Regions from separate parts of the Pan troglodytes genome. Here region 1 is linked to region 2. Evidence: chromatin contacts called from public Hi-C data. All regions are on one chromosome and are shown on one strand. The core of a region is the stretch at or near the end of the contact, and the rest is flanking DNA. Distances in the headings are between cores, read along the strand shown.

What was found. Hi-C and Micro-C count contacts between places; a contact is called where the count stands out from the background.
Region 1: a Hi-C map of stem cell-derived neural progenitor cells shows a contact between it and region 2, with 1.5 times the contacts expected there. The contact joins the enhancer-like site here to the promoter of CMIP in region 2. A contact is called at or near these places in 1 of 7 Hi-C or Micro-C datasets (stem cell-derived neural progenitor cells) and 1 of 1 datasets of contacts at active chromatin or transcription factors (stem cell-derived excitatory neurons).

Annotation. Positions count from the first base shown.
Region 1 is chr18:79,775,566-79,780,601 of NHGRI_mPanTro3-v2.0_pri, forward strand. CMIP (c-Maf inducing protein) reads left to right here. Exons shown (of 21, transcript XM_024349964.3): 3 at 4,723-4,773. Among named protein-coding and RNA genes, the nearest start is that of PLCG2, 160 kb to the right of the region's middle. Within about 2 kb of position 2,781, at least 8 of the 24 cell types and tissues checked have an H3K27ac peak or open chromatin away from gene starts, as enhancers often do. A contact at or near this core is called in stem cell-derived neural progenitor cells, where this site is marked.
Region 2 is chr18:79,599,912-79,605,638 of NHGRI_mPanTro3-v2.0_pri, forward strand. CMIP (c-Maf inducing protein) reads left to right here and starts at 4,370. Exons shown (of 21, transcript XM_024349964.3): 1 at 4,370-5,103. The coding sequence starts at 4,804. It overlaps LOC134808826 (a long non-coding RNA gene), which reads right to left and starts at 3,980. Exons shown (of 2, transcript XR_010152651.1): 1 at 3,950-3,980; 2 at 2,718-3,863.

The DNA.
Region 1 (5,036 bases), core at 1,531-4,030, 170 kb after region 2:
ATTCAGCTGTATTTTTTTTTTTTTTTTAACACCAGGCTCACTGGAGCAGTCGCAGTTAATCCTACGTGGATCCTGCATCCTCTCCCAATCCTGTGGGTGGGACATAAATACCCAGCCAGCCTCAGGGTGTGGGCCGAGGGCTTGAAGAAGTGGCCGCCAGAAGCTTCAGGAGAGCGGAGGAGGGATGGGGTCCTGGCCGAGGTGTGGGGAGGGCAGGGGCAGGCGCCGGAGTGTGCAGAGGCACCCCACTGCCTGCTTCGAGCCTCAGCTTCCTCATCTGTAAGATGGGTGCGTTGAGGAGGAGAGGAGGTGTGTGTGAGCATTTCTCGTGGTGCCTGGTACCGAGTAAGCACCCGTGGTCTGTGGTTGGTAGTGACATGCGTCATTGCACTTAGTTCGCCAGCCTGTGTCATACCTGTTTAGCTGGGATCTGCAAACTGCTGATGAACCGAAACCTGCCTTCTTCCTGGAATGCCACACCGACCTCCAAGAGTTGAGAGGATCCCAGAGTGGAACAGAAGTGGCCAGAAAGCCAAGTGTGGCTGGAGAAGGGGGTCACACCCTCCTATGGGAGGAAAGGCTTGGAAACCCAGATGGCTCTGCCTGGAAGGATGGGGCTGAGAAGAGACTGATGTGTAGCAGTGTCTGTGGTCAGTGGCTCTGAAGAAATCCGTCCCAGGCCTTTAGACATCAAGTGCTGCTGTGAGAGGCAGGCTACGAGGACCCAGCCAAGACTGGAGGCTCATGCAGCTCAGCAGGAAGTCACAGGGGGCGTGGCCAGGCCAGGCAGCTGGGTCCCAGGAGGAGAGATCTGTCAGCCATCCCTGCCAACAACTCAGCAGTGGGCCGGACCCAGTCTGGCAGGGCCAGAACCATCTGGATGTGAGCTCAGGGCAGAGGAGACGCCAGGAGCACCAATGGTGTGACCAGGAGAAGCCACAGTTGTGGAAATGCTGGTTCCTTCTGTAAAAATGCCTACGGGGCAAACACATCAGAATGTCCACTTTGAAAAGGAAGAAGGGGCCAAGAGCCACTAGGCCCTGCAGGTCCCTCAGGGCTCTCATGTGCCCGCAGCCGAAATGGGATCTGGCCATCCCAAGCAGGAAAGGAATGTACTAGAAGAACGGTGGCAGCCTGGAGAATGGCCTGGAGCTGGGGTCGGGGCATGCAGGTGGTAGTCCCATCACCACCAGTGCAGGAAGATGCAGGGCAGGACCCAGCTCCTCCCAGGTGAATTCTCCCTGCCCCATCTCCATAGCACTTGCCCAAGATCCAGAGTCCTGGGCAAGAACCTCTGCCTGGCCAAGCCAGAGGACTGGCTCACACACTGCTGAGGAGGGCTGGAAGGCCCCCTAAGACTCATGAGCCAGGGAGACCCCAGATGGGAAGGGCTGGGCTAGCCATCGTGGAGGACGGTCTGTGTTGGGTTTCGCCACAGAGGCTGGGGAAGGGAGTCTCCTCTGGTCATTCTCTACCACCTGTGACACCTGGGTCACTTTCCTGTTTCTTCCTTTGTTTCTGTGTTCATTCATTCCAGTGTAACCAGCCCTGGCCCAGCCAGGCACTGCTCACCTAGCTGTGGAATCAGAAATAAGACCCTGCCCTCAAGGAACTCCTAGTCCATTCATTCCTTTGTTCATTCATTCAGAAAACACCTGTTGGTCTCCTGGTGCTCCAGGCCACAGGATACAGTGGTAGGTAGAGCATGTGTGGCCCCTTCCCTCTTAGGGTCAGACATATATGCAGGGCACTTTGGCGGGGCCAGTGGACACAGAAGAGGGAGGGATATGGGTGTCCTCCTCCACCTTCTTTTTGTCTTTGCTTGGCTGTTCCGTCCAGCCGGTGGCAGCTTACAGGCACTGCCTGGGTCCACTGTGGACCCTCAGAGCCAGTGGAACAACTCACATCCGCGTTATACCAACCTGGTTGTACCTCCTGCTTTTATTTCCTATTGCTGCTGTGACTGATTGCCCCTAACTTTGTGGTTAAAAGAACACAGATTTAGTCTCTTATGGTTCTGGAGGTCCGAAGTCCAACACAGGTCCCATGGGGCTAAAACCAAGGTGTCAGGACTGTGTTCCTTCTGGAGGCTCTCGGGGAGAATTCGTTTCCAGCTTCTAAAGGCTGTCCGTATTCCTTGGCTCATGGCCACATCACTCTGACCTCTGCTTTAGTCTGACTCTGCCCTCCTGCCTCCCTCTTGTGAGTACCCTTGTGATTTCATTGGGCTACCTAGATCATCCCCATCTCAAGACCTTGAACTTGGTCACATCCAGAGTCCCGTTGCCACGCGGGATAACTTAATCACAAGGGATTCAGGATGGAACATGTTTAGGGGGCTTTATTTTCCTTACCACCTCCTTCTCTCTCTGGCCCCCTTGGTGTGTGAGGAAGCACAGGAATGGATGTGGACCAGGCATGCCCTGGAGCCAGCTCATCCCAGCTTGCATCTGCCCACCAGAGCTGATCGTGCCCGTCTCTCCCCAGCTCTGGCCCAGGGGCATCCCCTTGAAGGTGTGGAATCAGCCAAAATGGGATTGTTCACAACACAGAAATCCGCACACGCCGGGATCAGGGCTTGTTGTTCCAGAGAGCCTGATGTTAAGCATTTATCAGCACAGACCTGGCCGTGGCTGCTGACGCTGCTGGCCCCTGTTTGTGGAGTGTTTGCACGTGCCAGGCACCGCGCTGAGGAAGCACTTTTCATGGATTAGCTCATTGTTTGGGATCTTCGCACAGCTCTCCCCGAGCAGGGTGTATTTTGTCATCCTAATGAATAGGAATTGTCACAAGACCAGTAGAGCTTGGGCAGTGCTGATGGGAGGGAGCTCAGCAACAGTCTCTCCAGGGGGCTGTTTCTCCTCTTTGGCCTCCGCAACTCTGGGCAGGGGGCACAGGCTTGGGTCGTCAAGCAACTTGCTGCAGTCACACCACTAGACACGACAGAGCCGAGACTTGAACCTGCACCTGTAAGAGGCTCAGCCCTTGTCGGAGTTCCTGTGTCACACGGAGAGCTTGCCTCCTGCCTGCTTTGCACTTGGGTAGACTCAAGCTCCACCAGCATCAGGGTGGCTGGTGTGGATTCTTGCAGTCCAGGGTTCAAAACTCTGAGTCCCTGAGCTCACCCACGAGAGCCTGAGTCCTCACCACACTTGCTACTGGAATGGATCATTTATGCAAGGCCAGAGATTGCTCCAGACCCTGACCTGGGAGAGCAGCTGATGTTTCGTAGATGACATGGGGAGCGGGAGGTGGTCACCTGTAGCGTGATCCGGATCTCCTCGAACAAGGGTGAAACAAAGGGGTTACATGCTTGAGTGTGTGTGTGCGTGTTTGTGTGCCTCGAGGCAGAAGGTGGATGTTCGTGCTTGGAGAGAGACTCCAGCCTTCGTCAGACCCCCTGAACCGTCAGAGGCAGGGTCGCTTTGGAGAGAGGGTTGTGGGTTCTGGTGGGGAACGCACGCTGCATTTCGGCCCAGCCTGGGGTGGAGGGGTAGCCAATGGGGAACTCGGAATGGCCCGGTGTTGTGGTTTACGGCAGGGGTCAGATTACCTGGGTTCAATTCCTGGCCCCGCACCACATGTCTGTGAAGACTCAGGAAAGTTTTTAACTTCCAAAGTCTCAGTTTCCTCATTTGTACCATGAGATGACAGTACCGACTTCACAGGGCTGTCTTGTAAGGACTGAATGAGCCAGTCCACACACAGGACTCAGAGCTGTGTCTGGCGCCCGTGAAACACCATAGCATTACTGTTCTGTTAGCAGACCGAGAAAGGAAGTGAGAGCCGCAGTGATACTCATGAGGGATGGGAGGGCTGCCTTGGGCTGCATTTTATTGGAAAGGACTGGATGATGGCAATGGTAATGATAACAATAATAATAACGATGGCTGCATTTTTGACCACCTGCCATGTGCCAAGCCTGGTTCTAGATGCTCTACAAGAATAATTTCTGGTCTTTAAAACATCCCTGGAAAATCAGGGTTATTGTCCCCATTTTACAGATGGGAAAATTGAGGCTGAGATGTCCAAAGACTCACAGCTAGTGTGGGGTGGATCAGAGAAGGTTTTGTTTCACCCGCTGTGATGTTTAGCCTAGGTCTGCTGGGTGCCGTTTACCATGATCTTCTGCCATTGGCAGGAGAAGGTCATGGTTAAATGCACAGACTTGGAAGCCAGGCTACCCTGGGTTTGAATGCACTTCATTGTGAGATCTCAGGGTCTCGATTTTTCCCTCTGTGAAACGGGCATAATGATAGGTGCCACCTCATAGGGCTGCTGTGAGGACCAAGGAGAGACTACGTGGATAACAAAAGCCAAGTTCCTAGAACAGTCCTCATACACAGGCCCCCAGCCAGCCCCCACCATCCTCACTCCCAGGCCTCCAACCAGTTCATCCCAGCCCCTCCCATGCCCCTAAGTCCAGCTGTGTGTGCAGTTAAAGCTCTCAAGTCAGCAGTGTCTGAAGTCACTCATATACAGCAAAGGAAGCACACGGTGCTAGTGATGTCTTGTTTTTAGGAAATCCTCCCTGACCAGCCCTTCTGTTTTGGTTTTGCACACAACAGGCTCAGCTTAGCATATCTTTCAGCAGGCTTGTTAGGGTCACAGGGCAGACGCTGTCTACAGAGCAGGCTTGGGGGCTCACATGCTGGCCTTGAAATGCCCTGAGATGCCACAAGCTGATGACCGGACCTTGCTGTCCTGTTCTTGTCGTTACAGGCTGCCAACAGCTACCTGCGAGACCAGTGGTTCCATTCTCTGCAGTGGAAGGTAAGTACTGACTCGGTTGCTTGTTTAAAGCGACTCAGGCAGTGGTGCGATGGCTTAAAGCCAATCTGTCACCCAGAGGCATGAAAGTGGAGAACTCATGCCTTCCAGATGGCTCAGCTGAGGAACTTTGTTCCCCTATCTAAGAGCCCCTGGCCCTTCGTCCTCTGCTGTTCAATTCCTATCCCCTGCAGTGCTGAAATAGCATTCTCGCCCTGGTGTTCTCAAATCCTATAGCTGTTTTCCTGCTTCAAAAGGATCATAGA
Region 2 (5,727 bases), core at 3,120-5,619:
ACTCATCGTTTCCTAATTATTTTAGTACATTTTGCCGGTATCTCTCTTCTTGAAGTTATTTATGTCTATTGTAGGGGTTGCCAAACTTCTTCTGAAAAGGGGCCAGAGAGTGAATATTTTAGGCTTTGGAGTCCATGGGCTGAATCTGGCCCCTTGACTATAGTTGCTGACCCCCCATGACAATAGTTGCTGAGCTCCCATGAGGGCAGCATTTTGTGTGCTATGGATCTGTAGTACCCAACACCGTCCCCAGCCCTCAAATAGGTGCTAATAAACAGATGTTTAATGAAATCAAATAAAAGAAAGAATGAATGAAGCAGTGTCATGTAGCTCAGGGGTGAGGACATTGACATCGCAGCGAGATCCAGCCATTCAACAGAAAATCATGATGCATTTACTTTGCCCGCTTCATTCATTCTTTCTTTTATTTAATTCCGTTAAACACCTGTTTATTAGCACCTATTTGAGGGCCGGGGACGGTGTTGGGTGCTACAGATCCATAGCACATAAAATGCTGCCCTCATGGGAGCAGGGGGAACATCCACTTACAGGTGTGGCTGCTGGAAGGCGCCTCAGCTCAACCTCTCCTAGGCTGCCCCTCAGCTCCACTGCTCTCCTCCCCAACAGGTACTTTGCCACCTCATCAAATTCCTTAATGGCAGCCTGGGTAGAGGGTGTGTCTTTCCCTTCTGAGTTAGCTACAGGGGACACCTCAGAGAACTCGAGTTGAGACTGTGCCCATGAAGGCACTTTACTTTTCAGTTTGGCATCCCAGCTCCTAGCATTGAGTTGATCGAGTGAGTCCTCCACCAGTGTGGCCCGGGGTGACCCCACAGTGGGCTGTTGAACGAAAGTGGTAGTTCAGGTGAGGGCACACGTCATCCTTTGGAACCTGGCTCAAACAAGGAGACACCGCCAGCAAAGAATGCAGAAAATCACAGGTTTGTCTGGTGAACTGGCCTCTGGTTAGTGAACGAGCCTGCGAGAGCCCAAGGGGAGTGAAGGGTGCGTGAACCGCCGTGCCCTTCCTGCTACTCCGTAAGCTTCTCAAGTTCAGTGTTGGAAGGGGAGGCTCTTAGGGGCTCGGACCATTCTTTGGAGGGTCTGGAGTTCCAGGGCATTGAGCACAACTCGGGGACATGGTCCATCCACGGGAGCTCGACGGGCTCGTGTTTCCTATAATTTGGGGAGCTCCAGGGATGGGGCCCTGATGGAATCTGATGGCTGGATTCAGATTCCTTTCTAGGTTGGGAGCCTGGGATAGTGGAAGGTGGAGGGGCTCTGCAATGAGTTAGCCAAGTCCCAGTCTAGGAGGCTGTGGACTCAACTGTCACACTGTCACAGACTGAGTACTAACGCCATCCCAGCTCATCCCCCGCAACTTACTGACCCGATCCTGTGGCTGGACCTTTGCTAAGCACCAAGGAGTATGTTTTTGACAATCAATCACTGCGTATTTGCTGCACCCCAGCTTTGTCCAGGCACTGAGCTAGTGCTGTTGCCAGACAGGCGCTTCTGGCTTCTGCCCTCAGGAACTTTCTTTGCAGTGTCTTGGGGGCTCCATTTCACTGATTTGAAACTATATTCAAGAAATACTGCTATTTAAAGATGACATTGATTGAATTCAATACTTTCTTCCTGAATGCCTGCTCAGGACAACATTACAAAGATAGACATTTGTAATGTCCTCCTAAATTCCCAGAAGAGTGGGAAGCACATGGAATTTGAGGTCGAACAGAATCTGAGGTTCAAACCTCGGCTGGATCCTGATAGTTGTCTGACCCTGTCTGAGCCTCAACTTCCTCACTCTTAAGATGGGGATGGTAATAGTTCCTACCTCCTAGGCTGGTGGGGAGGAATAAACGAGAACAAATACATAAGGCCTCCAGCATAGTATCTGGCGTTTGGGTACCGGTCATTATTATCACGGTATGTCCTACTTAATGTTTACAAATCAACCACTGTACTGGGCTGCATGGAGGATGTCTGGAATGGTCCTGGAATATATCAGGGATTTACATCCTGCTAAATCTCCTCCTTCTACTGGAGTTTTGTGCCCTGTATGGGTAGGGGCGTGTCCACAGATGTCCCTGAAGTGGACAGCAGCTGCTTTGCTTGCCACTGGGCCACTCCACCCAGTGACTTTGTGCTAGCCCTTGTTGCTTCCTTCTGTGGGGGGAGGTGAGCGTGAAAGTCTCCTCACTGGCCTCCTTGCCTCTAGGTTTCTCCTCTGCAATGCTCATCTGTGCCACACTGCAGCCTTTTGAAGAAGCCATGTACAAGTCACTCCTTTGCATGGCCCATGTGGTGTCTCCCCACTTCTCTAGTCCCTGGGTTTGCATTTCAGGGTGCTGCTTGCTCACCGCCTACATCTCTGCTCCACCTCCTCCAGGGACCTTGCACTCCATGGCAAGTGAGTTCAGTTTCCTGAACAAGCTGAGCATCCTCCCATCTCTTTGCCTTGGTAGGAGCCAGTTCGTCTTCTTGGAGCACCTATCCCCTTCTTTACTTGATTCCTAAAGAACTCTTAGAGTACCCTGGTCCCCCACACTGGGTTAGACATCCCCCTTTCTGTTCCTGGAGCACCAAGCACAATGTCTGTTACTGTTCTGGACTCTGACCTCCATGCTTTGTGGTTGAGGATGAGGACAGCACCTATGTCATAGGGTGTGAGAAGAAAATGATGTGTGCGTACAAAATTCTTAGCACATAGGAAGTCTCTGGCCACTGTGGTTATTATAGTCATTACTATTAATACCCTAGTGCCTGGCCTGTGACCAGCATACAGCAGGAGCTCAATGAAAAAATTTGAACAAAGGATCTAATCCCACCCCCTTAATGGACTGGGGGGTTTCTTGGCCACAACCACCCCCCAACACCCACATATCTAGGGCTTGCGCCTTCATGATTGGTGGTTTTCTCAAGGCTGTTCAAGCTCAAAACTTGAAGGAAATGGCAGCAAATTGTGGGGAGCTAAGGAATTTCTAAATTTCTAATCTAATTGTGCCTCCCCGAGGAGGCATCTCCTGGGCAGGCTGGATGTGAGTCTTCTTTCCTTGGTGAGGGATGCAGCCTGGGACCTGCCTTTCATCCCCTGCCTGAAACCCTGGCCAGGTTCGGGGAGAGGGTCCTCTGGGGAGCACCTTCATGCTGCCTGTTCTTGGGAGAGGGGGTGTGAATAATTTCCACCAACGGCACAGATGCTGTGGATATTCCGCAGTGTTCACGACGCAGTTCAACACACGCTGCACACATTCATGTGTTCACTACAGAGGCACCTTCACTTAAAAAGGCAAAAATCTAGGGTTTTAACGTTATTAGCTGCAGGAGCACGTGGAGATAAGAAAACCTGGCTGAGGAGCTGAGCATTTGCTAGGTGGCCTTAGGTGCCGGCTGCTTGTGATGGCAGAAAGGGAGCTTTTTGCATCCAGGCTGCAGTTCCTGATACCCTGGGTCACAAGAGAATCGAATATGGTTCTCTCGTGGGCTGGTGCTGGGCCTGTGAACTCAGATAAAATGACCAGGTGGGGTCCCAGGGAAGGTAAAGTAGGGGGAGCTGCTGGGGTACGCACAAGAGGGGTGGCTGTGTAGGTTGGGGGGGGCTTTAAGTGGGTTCCTAGAAGAGGCTCTGTCTCCCTGAGCAGAAGAAAGAAGGGGGATGGGGGGACCGTCCCCTGTCTCCAGAAGGTTTGAGGACCCCCAAGGCCAAAGCCAGCAGACGTCAAAGGCCAGGAGTTCGAGGCCGGCCGGGTCCCGCAGTGGGAGACAGGGCAGGGTGGGCTCATCCTCCGGATCACCGCGGGGACACTTTCAGTCGGGGAGGCGTCCCCGTCCCACGGCCCCATCTGGCCAGCCCGCTGAGCCTGGACAGCGGAGGGGGCGTCAGGGGTCGAGGGTTCCAGTCCCCGTCCTTCCACCCAGCCCCCGGCCCTCGGGTACCCTTCTTTACCCGTCCGAGTCCGGCCCGGGGGCGGCGGGGGTGGGCGAGGCGCGGGCCCCCCGGCTCGGGCAGCCGGGCTGGGCTCCCGCCCGGGCACCCGCGGGGGCGCGGCTGGCGTGACGTCACGCGCCCCGCCCCCGCGCCCCGCCCCCTCCCCACATTCCAGGCGGGGCGGGCCGGGGCCCCGCGGGGCTCGCCCGCCCCAGCCCCCTCCTCAGGGGCTGCCCCTCCCGTCGGGCCGCGCCTCCCCGTCGTGGGCCGCGACCCCGCCCGGACCGCGGACTCCGCCCGCGAGAGGCCGAAGCCGCCGCGGCCGCCGCCGTTGCCGCCATTGACGTCAGAGGGGCGGGCACATGACCCTGCGGGGACCAATCGCGCGGGCGCCCCGGGCTCCGCGAGCCCGGCGCGCGGCCCGCCCCGCCCGCGGCCACTCTCGCCCGGACGGCCGCGCGGACACACGCTCTGTACACACGCGCGCGGCGGCGCGGGGCCCCGAGACACGCCCGCCCCCACCCCGCCGCCCCCACCCCGGCGCCCGCCCTCCGCGCCTGGCCCCGGCCCGCCCTCGGCCTCCCCCGCCCCTCCCCGTCGCCCGCCGAGCCCGGTCAGCCGCCGCGAGCATGCACCCGACGAGCTAGGAGGAAGCCCGGAGCCCCGCAGGAAGCGCCGAGGCCGGCCCAGCCCGCCGCACGCGCCGCCCCCCGCGGGCAGCGCCCCCTCCCCTGCGGGCGCCCCCAGCCCCACACCCCCCCACCTTCCCGGGGGGTGGGGGGGTGCGGGCCGCCGGATCCGGGGGCCCCGCCGCCCCAGCAGCCCAGGACAGCCCCCTCTCCCCGCCCCCAGCCCCCTCCCCCGGCGCGGCCATGGATGTGACCAGCAGCTCGGGCGGCGGCGGCGACCCCCGGCAGATCGAGGAGACCAAGCCGCTGCTGGGGGGCGACGTGTCGGCCCCCGAAGGCACGAAGATGGGCGCCGTGCCCTGCCGCCGGGCTCTTCTGCTTTGCAACGGGATGAGGTACAAACTGCTGCAGGAGGGCGACATTCAGGTCTGTGTCATCCGGCACCCGCGGACCTTTCTCAGCAAGATCCTCACCTCGAAATTCCTGAGGCGCTGGGAGCCGCACCACCTAACGCTGGCCGACAACAGCCTGGCGTCCGCCACGGTGAGTGGCTCTGCGCGGCTGCACCCCCGCCTCTCCTCGGGGCCCGAGATGCGCCCTCCCTGGCTGCCCCCTGGCGCTGCACCTGGAGCCCAGGGCCTGGGGGGCGGTGGGGGTGCCGGGGGAACGGGGAGAACCAGGGCGCCTCGCTCCTGGCCTGCTCGCGGGGCTCGATTTTGGAGTCTGAAGCCCAAACCAGCCGACCGGGCTCGGGAGAGACCCTTAAAATGCTGGAGACTCGGCCCACCGCCAGGCTGGGTGCCTGGGGACCTTCTGACCCCAGCTCTTGTGTTTCTGGTGGCTGGGACTCGAGGATGGACCCGACGCTGGGCCCTGATGGTGGTGGGGGTTCTCTCTGGAAGCCCCTGGCCCATCTGGATCTGAGGGGTGGGGGAGGGGAAAACAAAATACCACCCCTCAGATTAAAAAAAAAAACAAAAACAACACAACAAAACCTCCAAACCCCCAAACCCAAAGAATTTCCAGAAGCCAGTTTCTCTGTTTGGTTTACCCGTCCTTTATTCTCTTTCCTGTCAGGGCTGGCAGGCAGAACGGGGTGCTTCCCTTTCTGAAAATCTCATTCGCACATTGAGAGGTTGGAAGTGGAGGGGGAGGGGGCAGTGGTCC